Regions from separate parts of the Sus scrofa genome. Here region 2 is linked to region 1. The links are chromatin contacts, called in public Hi-C maps. All regions are on one chromosome and are shown on one strand. The core of a region is the stretch at or near the end of the contact, and the rest is flanking DNA. Distances in the headings are between cores, read along the strand shown. Region 1 overlaps ZMIZ1 (zinc finger MIZ domain-containing protein 1). Region 2 overlaps ZMIZ1 (zinc finger MIZ domain-containing protein 1).

What was found. Hi-C and Micro-C count contacts between places; a contact is called where the count stands out from the background.
Region 2: a Hi-C map of alveolar macrophages shows a contact between it and region 1, with 2.2 times the contacts expected there. The contact joins two enhancer-like sites. A contact is called at or near these places in 2 of 47 Hi-C or Micro-C datasets (alveolar macrophages and mesenteric adipose tissue) and 1 of 2 datasets of contacts at active chromatin or transcription factors (alveolar macrophages).

Annotation. Positions count from the first base shown.
Region 1 is chr14:81,534,267-81,540,343 of Sscrofa11.1, forward strand. ZMIZ1 (zinc finger MIZ domain-containing protein 1) reads left to right here. Exons shown (of 26, transcript XM_013983374.2): 5 at 2,104-2,212. The coding sequence starts at 2,153. Among named protein-coding and RNA genes, the nearest start is that of TRNAK-UUU, 64 kb to the right of the region's middle. Within about 2 kb of position 3,690, at least 16 of the 83 cell types and tissues checked have an H3K27ac peak or open chromatin away from gene starts, as enhancers often do. A contact at or near this core is called in alveolar macrophages, where this site is marked.
Region 2 is chr14:81,622,205-81,629,010 of Sscrofa11.1, forward strand. ZMIZ1 (zinc finger MIZ domain-containing protein 1) reads left to right here. Exons shown (of 26, transcript XM_013983374.2): 10 at 134-351; 11 at 1,837-2,035; 12 at 2,999-3,271; 13 at 5,740-5,803; 14 at 5,806-5,921. Among named protein-coding and RNA genes, the nearest start is that of TRNAK-UUU, 25 kb to the left of the region's middle. Within about 2 kb of position 2,362, at least 5 of the 83 cell types and tissues checked have an H3K27ac peak or open chromatin away from gene starts, as enhancers often do. A contact at or near this core is called in alveolar macrophages, where this site is marked.

The DNA.
Region 1 (6,077 bases), core at 2,440-4,939:
GAGGCTGTAGGTCAATCCCTGGCCTTTCCCAGTGGGTTAAGGATCCAGCATTGCCGGGAGCTGTAGTGTAGGTCACAGATGCGGCCTGGATCTGGCATTGCTGTGGCTGTGGTGTAGGCCAGCAGCTATAGTTCTGATTCAACCCCTAGCCTGGGAATCTCCATATGCCACAGGTGCAGCCCTAAAAAGATTTAAAAAAAAACAAAAAAAACCTGTGAACGGCTCAGGCCTCATCACTTGGGCTAGAATGTGAGCCACCCCAAGCAGAAGGGCCTTGTCTGGGGCCTCAGGCCTTAACATAGCCCCTGGCAGGGGTGGACATTTCAGGTGGCAGGTGACAAGTAATTCATCAGTACCTTGGAACACTGTGCAGCCATTAAAAATGAAAAGGCTCCTTAGCTCTTGATGTGAAATAAACTTTGAGATATTATGAAGAGGAAAAAAGCAAGGACCAGATAGTACTATAGAATGCTATTGTTTTATGGTTTTTTAAAGGGGTGTCAGGGGATAGTACATATAGATATTCGCTTCTCTAAGAGCGCCTCAGAAGGAGGCAGCTGACACTGGTTCTCTCTGGGAGGGCCCCTAGGGCAGGGGACAAGGCCAGCACGTCACTGGACATCTGTGATTTTTGAACCATGCACGAGTTGCCTTTTCAAGCACAGTTGGAGCAATAAGAAATACTTTAAAGGAGCTGTGTAGTGCAGAGCTTCTTGGAAGATGAGCAGGGCCTTCTTCCTCCCAAGGCTGGGGCCGGCCATGCTGTTGGTTCCCTCACAACCAGGGTGCTGGGGCTGGGAGCAGAGAGCCAGGACATGGGAACAGACAGGCTGACAGACACAATCCAGGCTCCCTCTAGCCAGGGGTCTTGGCAGGTCTCAGACCTCAGTTCCCTCATCTGTAAAATGGAGATGATTCTCATCTTACAGAGTGGGCATGAGGAATCAGGAAATGCAAGCGCCCAACACCCAGAAAGTGCTTGGTAGATGGGACTTTTAGTGACATGGCCGGAGATGAGGGGCTGTCAGGGGGCAGTACTTTGGGATCGCAGAGAAGGCCAGGGGCCGTAGGCCTCTTTTCAGCTCTGTGTCTGACCCATGTGTCTGCAGCCTGAAATGCCTGCCACATTGTGGGAGCGCAGACCCAGCCGGCAGCAGGCAGACGTCTGCTTTGGCCCAAGGACCTGGTGCCCTGAGCAGCGGGGGGAACCAGAGCTGAATCTCTCTCCTCTCTCCTCCTCTCCACCTCTCCCAATCTCTGCCTTCACCATCATGGCCTCTCTTGAGAGGCGTTGGGGGCTCCAGGGGCTTTCTGGAGCTGAGAGCCTTCCTCACTTAACTTCACCACCTAGAAGGATGTCACAGCCATGCTTGCGTTCCCAAGGCCCAGCACCATGCAGGAAGAGTGAGTCTGGCAAACATGACATCCGTGCACCACTCGGCCATGAATCGGCAGTGTGGCTTCGGCTCTGACACGGGCTCCCTGTGCCACCCCGGGCAACTCCCTCCTGCTCTGAGCCTCAGTCTCCTTATCTGGGAAAGAGGGTGCTGCTGATGGCTGCCCTCCTCCTCTCCCAGGAGGGCAAAGGGGAAAAATGGAATTGTGTGTAAAGTGCAAGGAACTCTAAGGCATGGGGGATTCGAAGAGGGGGTGTGGCACCCGTGAGAGGATTGCTGTGCATACACCACATGTGCATCACATGGAAAGATCCCCATACACACGTGCACACACACATGCACACACACACGGCCACATCGAGGGTGCTAAGCCCCGAACCAGGAATTCCGAAGATGGGGCGGCCGTCCCCACCACCACCACCCTGGACACGCGTCTGTGTGGAAATGTGTGGTGGACATGCCTGCCCAGTGTTCACATGAGCCACCCACAGAGGACACCCGGAGCACTTCCTGCCCTCGCCCCAGGGTGCAGTTCCTCCCCCCAGCACAGGGCTGCCCAGGGCAGAGGCCACTGCGGCTCACAAAGGGTCCTGGAACCTGCTGGAGCCACTGGGGTGAGCAGGCTTGTGTAGAGGCAGGAAGGTGGCTATGAGGTTGGCAGGCCTGGCACAACCCCAGTGACACCCACTCTCCCCTGTCTTCACAGGCTGGACAACGTTCATGGCTCTCGGGTAGAACCCAGCGAAACGGCCAGAATGAATTCTATGGACAGGCACATCCAACAGACCAATGACCGACTGCAGTGCATCAAGCAGGTGGGTGTGTGGCCCAGGCTCTCTCCTCCTCTTCCACCAGCCTGGTGAAGGCAGGGCAGGCAAGGCGGGCAGAGCTGTGGGGTGCTGGCCCGAATAGTAGCCGAGCATCCGGGGTGCTGGGTGAAGGTGATGGTAGGTGAAGGCTGACTGCCTGAGGCTCTTCGACCACCCCCGTCGTGAGAACACGGCTGGCATGGACCAACCTCACACTCGAGTCACACACCTGGATTCACATGTCCACTCTGCCCTGTCTTTCCCTTCCCTTCCCAGCTGTGTGACTCTGGGCCAGTGTTGTGCCCCCTCTGGGCTCTGCTATGTACTCTGGGCTGTTCTGAGGATGTGGTGAAATGTCTAATCTCCTTCCTAGACCTAAACTCCCCACCCTCTGCACCAGTGATTCTCTGTAAAGAAAGAGAAAAGGAAAAGTCCTGGGGAATTTCATCATCTTACAAAAAAGGAAACGAAGGCATGGAAGCAGGAAAGGTGTGGCCTGAAATCACAAGCCCAGCCCCACTGGTGCCAGAAGGGCCTCATTCCAGAGGGTGCAAGATCCCTCTCCTGCCTGTGCTCACACCAAGCTTAAGGGGTGATTCTCCTGCCAGTACCCTGTCTGGATTGTTCCGAGGTAGGGAATATCATTGTGGGCCCAGTAGGTCCCCTTTAAGAACCCTGCTTGAGTCTGGGCAGGTTGGCGCCCCCAGTGGTGACCATGGGTGATGCACCTGCCCTCTGAGCTCAGCCTCCCAACAGCCCGGTGTCACAGTGTCCCTGCACAGATTCCCGAGTGTTACTTTACTCCAGGAAGGAGCAGATATGGTGGAAGGGGCATGGGCTTTGACATCAAACAGAGTGGGCCCAAATCCTCACTCCTCCTTGAACTCACAGTATGATTTCAGGCCTGGCCCTCTTTGTCTGAGCCTCAGTTTCCCCTGTCAAATGGGTCCAAGAAAGCCAACCTCATAGGATGTTCTGAGGACTTGATGGGTGGGACATGTAGTCCAGCCTGGCACGTGGCAGGTGATCAGCTATTGGTGACGGGGCTGTTGTCCTCAGTGTCTCGGTGACAGGGTGGGGCGTGCTGGGGCGAGTCCCTGGCTTAGGCAGGCTTAGCAGGCAGCTCACGGCCCCAGGACCCTCACAGCCCCACCCCCTCCCAGTCCACCCTCCCCGAACACCAGAGCCCAGTGGAGCTGAGGTTAGTCTGTGGGAATGAGGGATGCGTGTCCTCTCATTAGCATCAAGCAGAGCAATCTCAGAAGCCTGTGCGGGGTCTGAGGAGAGGAAATTGAAGAAGACTTGTTACAGATTGAACTCAGCCCAGCAGCTCTCCCAAACGCCAATTACGCCTCTGTTCACAGTCGCAGAATAGAAACCAGACGATGGGCTTCTCCTCCCCTGCCCTTCTCTCCTTCTCCTCCTCCTCCTCCTCCAGGCTCTGCGGGGCTCTCTCCCAGCTCTGCCTTTGACCCAGTTTCTCCCGCCCATGAGGGATCAGCTGTCAGTGGCTCCACCCCCAGGAATACAGTCAGGCCCCTGTGCCTGAGCCCTCTAAGTGCCAGGCACACAGCTCCTCCTAAAACCTGCTCACAACCTGACTTCTCTCCCTGCATCTGGTTCTACATCCCCAGGAATCAGGGCACCCTTTACTCCCTGGGCCTCCCCAGGGGTCCAGTGCAGGCAGAGGCCCACCCAGCAGCTGCTCTCTTGAAGCACGGCACACAGGGCTCAGGTTTACCAGTCAGCGAACCTGGTCCCCTAGTGCCACTCACTAGCCTCCTGACCTTGATTAAGTTGCCAGTTTACCTCCCCTCATCTGTAGAATGGGCATCGTGATGCACACCCAGCCAGTGGGTCTCAGAGCTGCTGAAAAGCCAGGGATCACCTCCACTCCCCCGCCTGCCCCACACATACATGTGCATACCCACACACAGAAGCCTGCTTTGGGGCTAGAAGTGCAGTGGCTGGGAGGGTGAGCAGGCTGTCCAGGTGCCCCCCAGCCATCCAGAGCTCCCTGAGTCCTCCACGCCTGCTCCCGAGCTTCTGGTCTGACACAGCTCAGTACTGATATCTATCTGCTCAGCAGCTGCCCGGAGACAGTTGGTTCTCAGACATCCTGCATCCTAATCAGAAGAGAAAGGTCTGCATGCTCTGAGGATGATGCATGTGCTGGCTCTGCCTACCTCTGGCCAGTGGGACTATGGCTCCCATAGGGGTTGCCTCACAGCCTCGAACCCTCCGCCCCACCTCACTTCTATAGCACAGCCTTCCCTATCCATGCGACCTGGGTCTGGCCACTGCTGTCACTCACCAGCCCCCCAAGCACACAGCAGTCCATCTTCCCTCCAGGCCTCTGGCTCAGCTGCCTTTCTGCTTTCTCAGCCTCAGGTGCTGGGAAAACTAGTGCCCTCTCTACACCACCTCCTACTCAGGGACACAGCACGTTGGGACTCCACGTGAAAGCTGTGCAAATCAGCTACTTCCTGCCCAGCAGCCTCCCCACACCCCAGGTCCCTTTGGAGTGTCTGCACTTCCCATTTCTGAGCCCCAGGGCTTCCTCGGCACCCAGCTACGTCACTCACCCACGTCACTCACCCTGCTCTTTGTCCCTCAAGCTGTAGACCCTGTAGGGTCTACAGCAGGTCTCCCACCAGGCTGAGCTCCTCAGGGGCAGAGGATGTGCCACATTCATCTGTAAGTCAGCAGAGCCCAGGCCAGGGTGGGGCCCAAATACATTGGGGGGAAGTGGGGGAGGGGTGGCCTCAAGGAAGATAGCTAAGGGAATAAATGAACGGGTGCAAGGATGGACATACAGCTGGACAGCTAGGTGGATGGGTGGTAGGTGGATATACATGATGGATAAATAAATGATGAGTGAATGGATAAGTAGATGGTTGGATACATTCTGGATGGATAGGAAGATAGGTGGGCAGATGAATGGATGGGTGAGTGACGATAAAGTAGTGAATGGATGAATGGGTAGGTGGGCGAGTGGATGGATGCATGGATGAATTGATTCATTTTGGGATGGGTGGGTAGGTAGATGGATGGATCACTTGATTCACAGATGGATTCATAAGAAGATGCATTCATCACTTGGCTTGGGTAGCCAGTCCCTATTCTAGGCATTGGTGTCCCCTACTCCTGCCCCAATAGTCTCAGTGGCCACTGAACATAGCCCAGATTTTTGGAGGAATTGTGGAGGTGGGCAGGCTTTGTGGTGGAGGGTGGGATATTATCCAATAACAGCCACAAGTAGGGAGGCCTCTGCCTATGATTCAAATCTGTGCTCCCATCCCCAAAGCATCAAAATCTAGCCAAGCTCACCCCATCCAGCCCTGGCCCCTTTGCCTGCCGCTAGGGGTCTGTTGCTGGCATCCTCCACAAATGGACCATCCTTTGGACAGCTAACTGCTCACCATTTCTGCATGGACCTGGCCTCAGGCCAGTTTGGGGGATTCTGGAGGTGAATGAGGCACCGATTCTACTCTCAAGGAGCTCGTAGGAGAAACAAGAAACCATATAGAAGTCCTAGCATAGGGAGCAACAGCAGTCTTTAAGTGACAAACTGTGTAACAGGGACATCATTATGTACGTTGTTTGGAAACTTTGTAGCAGCCCTGCAAGCAGTCCCTACCCCATTTTGCAGATGAGAGATCTGAAGCTCAGGAACACACCTGGGGTTGTGTGACTCTGGCTGAGACAGGTTTGTCCTGTTCATTCCACTGTATCACTTAGCCACCTCGTAGTCTAAACAGACGACAAAAGCCCAGAGAAGGGAAGAGGCTTGGTCAAGGCCTCAGAGCCACTGACCGACAGCTACTGAGTGGGATGCCTGGCATCCTTTCAGCTATTGAGTTGCACCCAC
Region 2 (6,806 bases), core at 1,112-3,611, 87 kb after region 1:
TCCCTCTTCACTGTTGTCCTCCCTCTGTTTTGGCATCTTCTCCATCCCCACCCTCACCTCTGCCCTTTCTCCTTTTCTCTCTCCACACCACCTGGGCTACCTGCTTGAGTAATGGTACTCCCTTTGTCCACAGGTCCTCGGGAACCCTATGGCCAATGCCAACAACCCCATGAATCCAGGCGGCAACCCCATGGCGTCGGGCATGACCACCAGCAACCCCGGCCTCAACTCTCCACAATTTGCCGGGCAGCAGCAGCAGTTCTCCGCTAAGGCTGGCCCCGCTCAGCCCTACATCCAGCAGAGCATGTATGGCCGTCCCAACTACCCTGGCAGCGGGGGCTTCGGGGCCAGGTGAGCAGGGCTGGCCCAGGGCGGCGGGCTTCAGCAGCAGTTTATCAGGCCTCCCCCTTCCCCTCTATGCAGGCAGAAGAGTCAAGTGTAAATCCCAGCACATGCTTCTGGGCCTGGGAGGTGTGGGGAGCTCTGGCACTCCCCTCCTCCTCAGTTTCCCACCAGCCCTTGGGGCATAGTCATCCCCCATCCTCGGGCTGGCCTGTAGGTCAGACGCTGCACAGCTGGGTGGTGTGGGGGGTTTTTTTTTAGGGCCACACCTGCAGCATATGGAAGTTCCCAGGCTAGGGGCTGAATCAGAGCTGGAGCTGCCAGCCTACGCCACAGCCACAGCAATGCTAGATCTGAGCTGCATCTGTGACCTACACCACAGTTCATAGCAATACCAGATTCTTAACCCACTGAGCGAGGCCAGGGATCAAACCCCAGTCCTCATGGATACTAGTTGGGTTCATTACGGCTGAGCCACAATGAGAGTTCTAGCTGAGTGGTGTTCTGATGGCTCCCAAGTCCATGGGCATCGAAGGACTACATTCGAATTCTTCGAAATGACCCTTCTCTGCATCGTATCTTTATAAGCTGAAAGATGCTAGGAGAGCAGCTCCAGACGGGGTTCAGGAGGGTCAGCTCTGTCCTGCTGCTTGTGGAGGCAGAACTCTGAGGGGAATGGGAATCCCTTGATTCAAGAGTCAGGGAGGGAGAGGGCAAGGAACCTCAGGAAAGCACTCCAGGGACATGGAGTGGGGCAGAAGCGCCCCATGCCTCCTCCTGCCATCTGTCCTGCTCTGTCCAAGGCTTCCTCTTAGCCTCACCCCTCCCCAGCTCCCAGGGCTGACTTTAGCCCTGCCAGGCGTCAGCACAATGGAGTTGAGTGGTGAAACATAACTGCAACCCCACCCTGCCATCCACTGCTGCAGGCCTTGGGTCAGTTGCTTGGCTTCTCTGAGACTAGGTGTCTCCTCTAGAAGACAGACTGACTGGGGTGGCCGAGGATACCGTGAGCTAGTGCATAAGAGCAATCACCATCTGGCACCCAGCTGAAGCTCCAGGAACCCAGCAAGCTGGTGGTTGCCAAGTGGCATGAAGGACACCCACTCATAGGAGGCCCCTGTCCCCTCTGGGTTCTGAGTCTAGACCTCCCCACTCTGTGAGCTGTGGGCAGGAGGGTCTGGAATGGCCTGACCTCTCCTTCCCTGCCCAAGCCTGGTCATGGGTTCATCTTTATTTTGTTTATTATTTTTTTCTTTTTTGACTACCCTGTGGCATATGGAATTCCTGGGCCAGGGATCAGATCCAAGCCACGATTGTGATCTATGCCACAGCTGCCGCAACATCAGATCCTTGAACCCATGTGCTTGGCTGGGGATCGAACCTGCGTCCTGGTGCTGCAGAAACAATACCAATCCCATCGTGCCACAGCAGGAACTCCATGAGTTCATCTCTAGATTCTGGCAACATCTAATTTCCTTCTTCTCTCCCTCGCAGTTACCCTGGGGGCCCTAGTGCCCCTGCAGGCATGGGCATCCCTCCGCACACCAGGCCGCCTGCTGACTTCACTCAGCCAGCAGCTGCCGCAGCAGCAGCTGCAGTGGCAGCGGCAGCAGCCACAGCCACGGCCACAGCTACGGCCACTGTGGCAGCCTTGCAGGAAACACAGAACAAGGATATAAACCAGTATGGACCGGTAAGGGCCGCACTAGTCCTGGTCCACTCAGCCAGGCAGACAGCCCCGGGAATCGGAGTTGGGGTGTTGGTGTCTGTGTGTGCTGGGAAGAGCTGATGGTGCATTTGGGTTTTCTCAGAAGCACATGGAGAGGTGTGTGTTAGGGTGTGGGCATGTCAGTGCAGTTGAGTGTGGGGCTGGGGGTGTTTGGGAGCGTGTATTCTGTGTGGACTGGTGGCTTGTGTGTGTCTCTTTATGGGGAAAGACGATCCATATTGCAGTCTGAGCGCCTACTCACCAAAGAGCGGGCTGTGTCTAAAGTAGCCTTGTCACCAGTCTGTGCCCCCTGGTGGCCTCTGAAGTCCATTGTTCTCCAGTCATCCCATCTGTGGAATCGGCCCAGGTCCCAGTTCTGCTCTCCTGACCTTCAAAAGGATGGGAAGTGGTGTGAGGAGAGGGGAGCCCCCACAGAAGTGCAAGATGGGCATGGAGGTGGGGATTGCAGGATGGGGACAGTGAGGCAGGTGGGCAGAGGTGGGACCTGAGGCCGCCTCACACTTTGTGGATGGAGGATGTGTGCCTGATGGCCGAGGAACAAAGACGGGGCCAGGCTTCCAGGAAAGAGGCTCGTGCCTCCATCCTCATCCACCTCCATTCTCCCATGCCCTTCCCCACCCCTGCACCCTCTTTCCCATACCCTGCCTGCCTCCCTGGAAATGCTGCCTGTGCATTGGAGTGACTGCGCCCCACCCCAAACACCCCTCAGCTGCGTCTTTCCTGTGTGGCCTGCAGAGGGCAGCAGTGAGCCCAGAAGGCCAGTGGTCCTTTGGGGCCTGGTCACCAGCTGCAACCGTGCAGGAAAGAGGCTCCCCCTCACCCCAAACCCCCCACTCCCCCCACCCTTCCCTCCCTGCACTTTCAATGCATGTGGCATTTTATTCTTTTTTTTTTCTTCTCCCGTTGAAGGTCTGTTCCTCTTTCCAGATGGGTCCCACCCAGGCGTATAACAGCCAATTCATGAACCAGCCCGGGCCTCGGGGGCCTGCCTCCATGGGGGGCAGCATGAACCCCGCAAGCATGGCGGCTGGCATGACACCCTCGGGGATGAGCGGCCCTCCCATGGGCATGAATCAACCCCGGCCACCCGGCATCAGCCCCTTTGGCACACACGGGCAGCGGATGCCCCAGCAGACCTACCCGGGCCCCCGGCCCCAGTCCCTTCCCATTCAGAGCATAAAGAGGCCATACCCGGGAGAGGTGAGTGTGACAGCAGGCGGGTGGTGGGCAGGTGGGAGGTGGGGAGGAGCTGGGGCTTAAAGACACAGGTGCTGTGGGCAGTACCTTGAAAAGGGCATGGGTTGACCTTCAGGGAAACTGGACCAAAAGGCAGAGAGCCTTAGGAGGTAGGGTCCTGAGGTGCTCCTGAGTTAAGGTCAGCTCTGCCATTTCCTGGCTGGAAAGTCATGTCGCTTCTTTGAGTCTCTGCTTTTTCTTTCCTAAAAGGCAATGACAGTTCAACCCACCTGCTGGGGCTGCTTGGGAGTCTTGAATGAGGGGGTGTACTTGAAGTGCCTGGCCTGGGGTGGGGATAGGCAGGCACTTAGATAATAGCCGCTGTTAGCATTCTCTCCTGTCTTAGTGCAGACAATAACTGGGTGACTTTGGGTCCACGTTCCTCAAACCCACACGAGGACATCTCACACCCAAGAGTGAGAGATGAGACAAAATTCTAAAAAGATCTAAAGGCCATGCCTGTTGGAAAAGTGTTTGGAAGGCAAATAGTATGTTACACAAGGGAATGATACATGATGGGGTGTATGGAACTCAGTATGGAGGAGGCGTCACAAGGCCTTCAGTGAACACTTAGAAAATGAGTCGGTAGCAAATGGCCTATGAGTACCAGGGTAAGGATTTAGCTCACCTGCAGAAGATGCAGAGACCCCAGAATTGTGGCCCAGCACACACACTCCTTGGGAGGCCCACCTTGATTCCTCATCTGGATGGAGCCCCTTCCTGAGCATCTCCCAGTGCTCTTTTACATACCTTCTTTCAGGTTGGCACCACCCCTTTTCAGAATGACACCTTCAGCTCAGGCTTACAGTGAGCGTAGAGCCCAAAGACCCTGTGTTCCTTGAAGATCTGCATGCTTCCCCTTAGCATCCACCCTTACTTAGGCTAGAAGGTGGCTTGGCTACTGATGGAGATGTCCTGGGCCTGAGAGGGGAGAAGTCAGGGACTTCCTCAAACACTCAGAATCCTGGGTCAAGCCTGGACCTCCTCCGGGTTGGCAGCAGCTCAGGAAGGGGTCAGAGAAGGATGGCAGTTCCCGAGGCCCTGACTGTCCTTGGGGATGGGCTTCTCAACCTACAGGCCTCACTCCCTCGCACAGGCCCCCCGCACAAATTCTGGGCCCTCTCAGCCCCCTCTGTGCCCAGATTCCCAGCATCCCTGCTGTCTGGGCTGGGACTGCATCTGTAGGCCCAGCCATGGGGCTCCTGGCACACAGGAAGGCGATCACAGAAAAAGCAGCAGAATTCCCGGTCATTAGCCTGACATCAGCCCTGTTGACTCCCCGGCTCTTGCCTGCCACAGCAGGGCACATGAGCAACTCCCAATTATCTCTACTAAATCATCCTCTTCATAGACCGATGCTGCCCAGCTACAAAATGCCTGACACTGGGCTGTGACGCTAGGATCCACAGCCCGCACAGCCTGACCCTGTTTGGGAAGATGCCTCACCTTGAAGTACACACTCATAGAACCTTTGAATTGTCAGAATCCTGGGGCAGGGGCTGGCATCAGGTCACATCGTCCTGCATAGGCTTCTTCTCCAGCCTGGTGGAGAGGCCCCAGCCTCCACTTCCTCTCCTGCTGTGATGTGATGGGAACTCCACCGTCATGCAGAGCCGCCACCATATTGCAACAGTGTGAGCTGCTCAAAGTTCTAAGGCAGTGATGCACACCTCTCCTCTGTCATTCACTCCCGGCCTTTTCTTCATGTGTTGAGCAAGTATTAATTGCGGGCCTATTCTTGGCCCGACCTGGGGATGCAGCCATCTCCTGCACCTCTGAGCCTAGAGGGCACGAGAGACAGTTAATAGGCAAGGAGTTTTCAACAGACAGGGAAGAAGCCCCGACTGCAGGATGTAATGGCCTGGGGTGCCCTGAGGATCACCTGATTTTACAGACAGGGAGGCAACTGGAGGGTGGGGAGTGGCTCCCCCAGGACATCAATCCTGCCTCTCCCTGGAGATGTTGCTTCCTTCTAGAGGAGGCTTGTCTTGTCCCTTCACCAGTCTGGTTCTCCCAGCCTCTGCACAGATGGCCCAGAACTAAACATCAGTGTATTCTGCTCAGTATAGGGGAGGAGGACAGCGCCTCCCAGATTCAGCCTCAGAGTATGCAGAGGCCGGGGAGCACCTTCCTGGAAGTACATCCTGTGATCTGTCACATGCCAAGCACTAGGAGAGCCTCACAGCACTAGTAGCACCCCCAAGCTCGAGGGGCATGGGGGCTTGGAGAAGGACAGCTTCATCTCATGCTAGACAGACAGGAGGTGGTGGCCCTGGATGTCAGAACAAGAAGGGGCCCCAGGCATCATCTGGTTCACTTGTTCGCCTTTGCAGGTGGGGTGGGCATTTTGAGGGTGGAAAACAGCAGGGGCAGAGGACAGGAGGTGGGGTGGTCCTGATGATCTTTCCCTGCTTCTTTCTCTGCTACCACAGCCCAATTATGGAAACCAGCAATACGGACCAAACAGCCAGTTCCCCACCCAGCCAGGCCAGTACCCCACCCCCAACCCCCGCGGCCGCTCACCTCTCCCAACTACCCTGGGCAGAGGATGCCCAGCCAGCCGAGCACCGGGCAGTACCCGCCCCCCACAGTCAACATGGGGCAGTATTACAAGGTGAGTCCCACACCCCACCTCACACCCCTACCCCGGCCTGTGTCATCCTAGCCCTGGGCATCCCCCAAGGTCACCAGGGGGCAGGCGGAGACTTCTGGATGTGATCTCGTGTGCTCAGAGCTGTGCCTGCTGTGGCCACACTGACAGACGGGCTTTCCTTGGTTCCTTTTCTCATGAGGCTCAGATGATGGTTTTCCTTCTTTTACTATTTACAGCACACACAAGATAATAACAGTGAAGGGAATATATTTTTTAAAGAAAAAGCCTCCGCCCGAATATATTAACGTTTTCTTGTAAACTTTGTCTCTATGCACTGGGCGCCAGCGTGTTGTTCAGCTGTAATTTTGAATCTGTTTGTTTCATTTGACAGGAAGTCACCAGCCTGTTACTTATTGCCACAGTCCCTTTGGTTTTCATTTTTAATGGCTGCCTAACATTCCACTGGGAACCATACCGTATTTTACCATTCCTTTTCTGTTGGACATTTGGGGTTTTTTTGAGTTTTCACTTTTGAAATAGGACTGCGATGAATATATTCAGGCACACACTCTTTCCTTCTTCAGGATTATTATACCGTACCTTCTCAGAAGTGAGGAAGACACAAATATTTTACACTTATTTGCCAGTGATTCATACCAGTTTACATGACCACCCACCATGGGGGCTTAGTTTGGTTTTTTTTGTTGTTTGTTTGTTTGTTTTTGGCTTTTCTAGGGCCACTCCCACAGCATATGGAGGTTCCCAAGCTAGGGGTCTAATCAGAGCTGTAGCCACCAGCCTACGCCAGAGCCACAGCAACGCAGGATCCAAGCCGCGTCAGCGACCTGCACCACAGCTCACAGCAAGGCCAGATCCTTAACCCACTGAGCGAGGCCAGGGATCGAA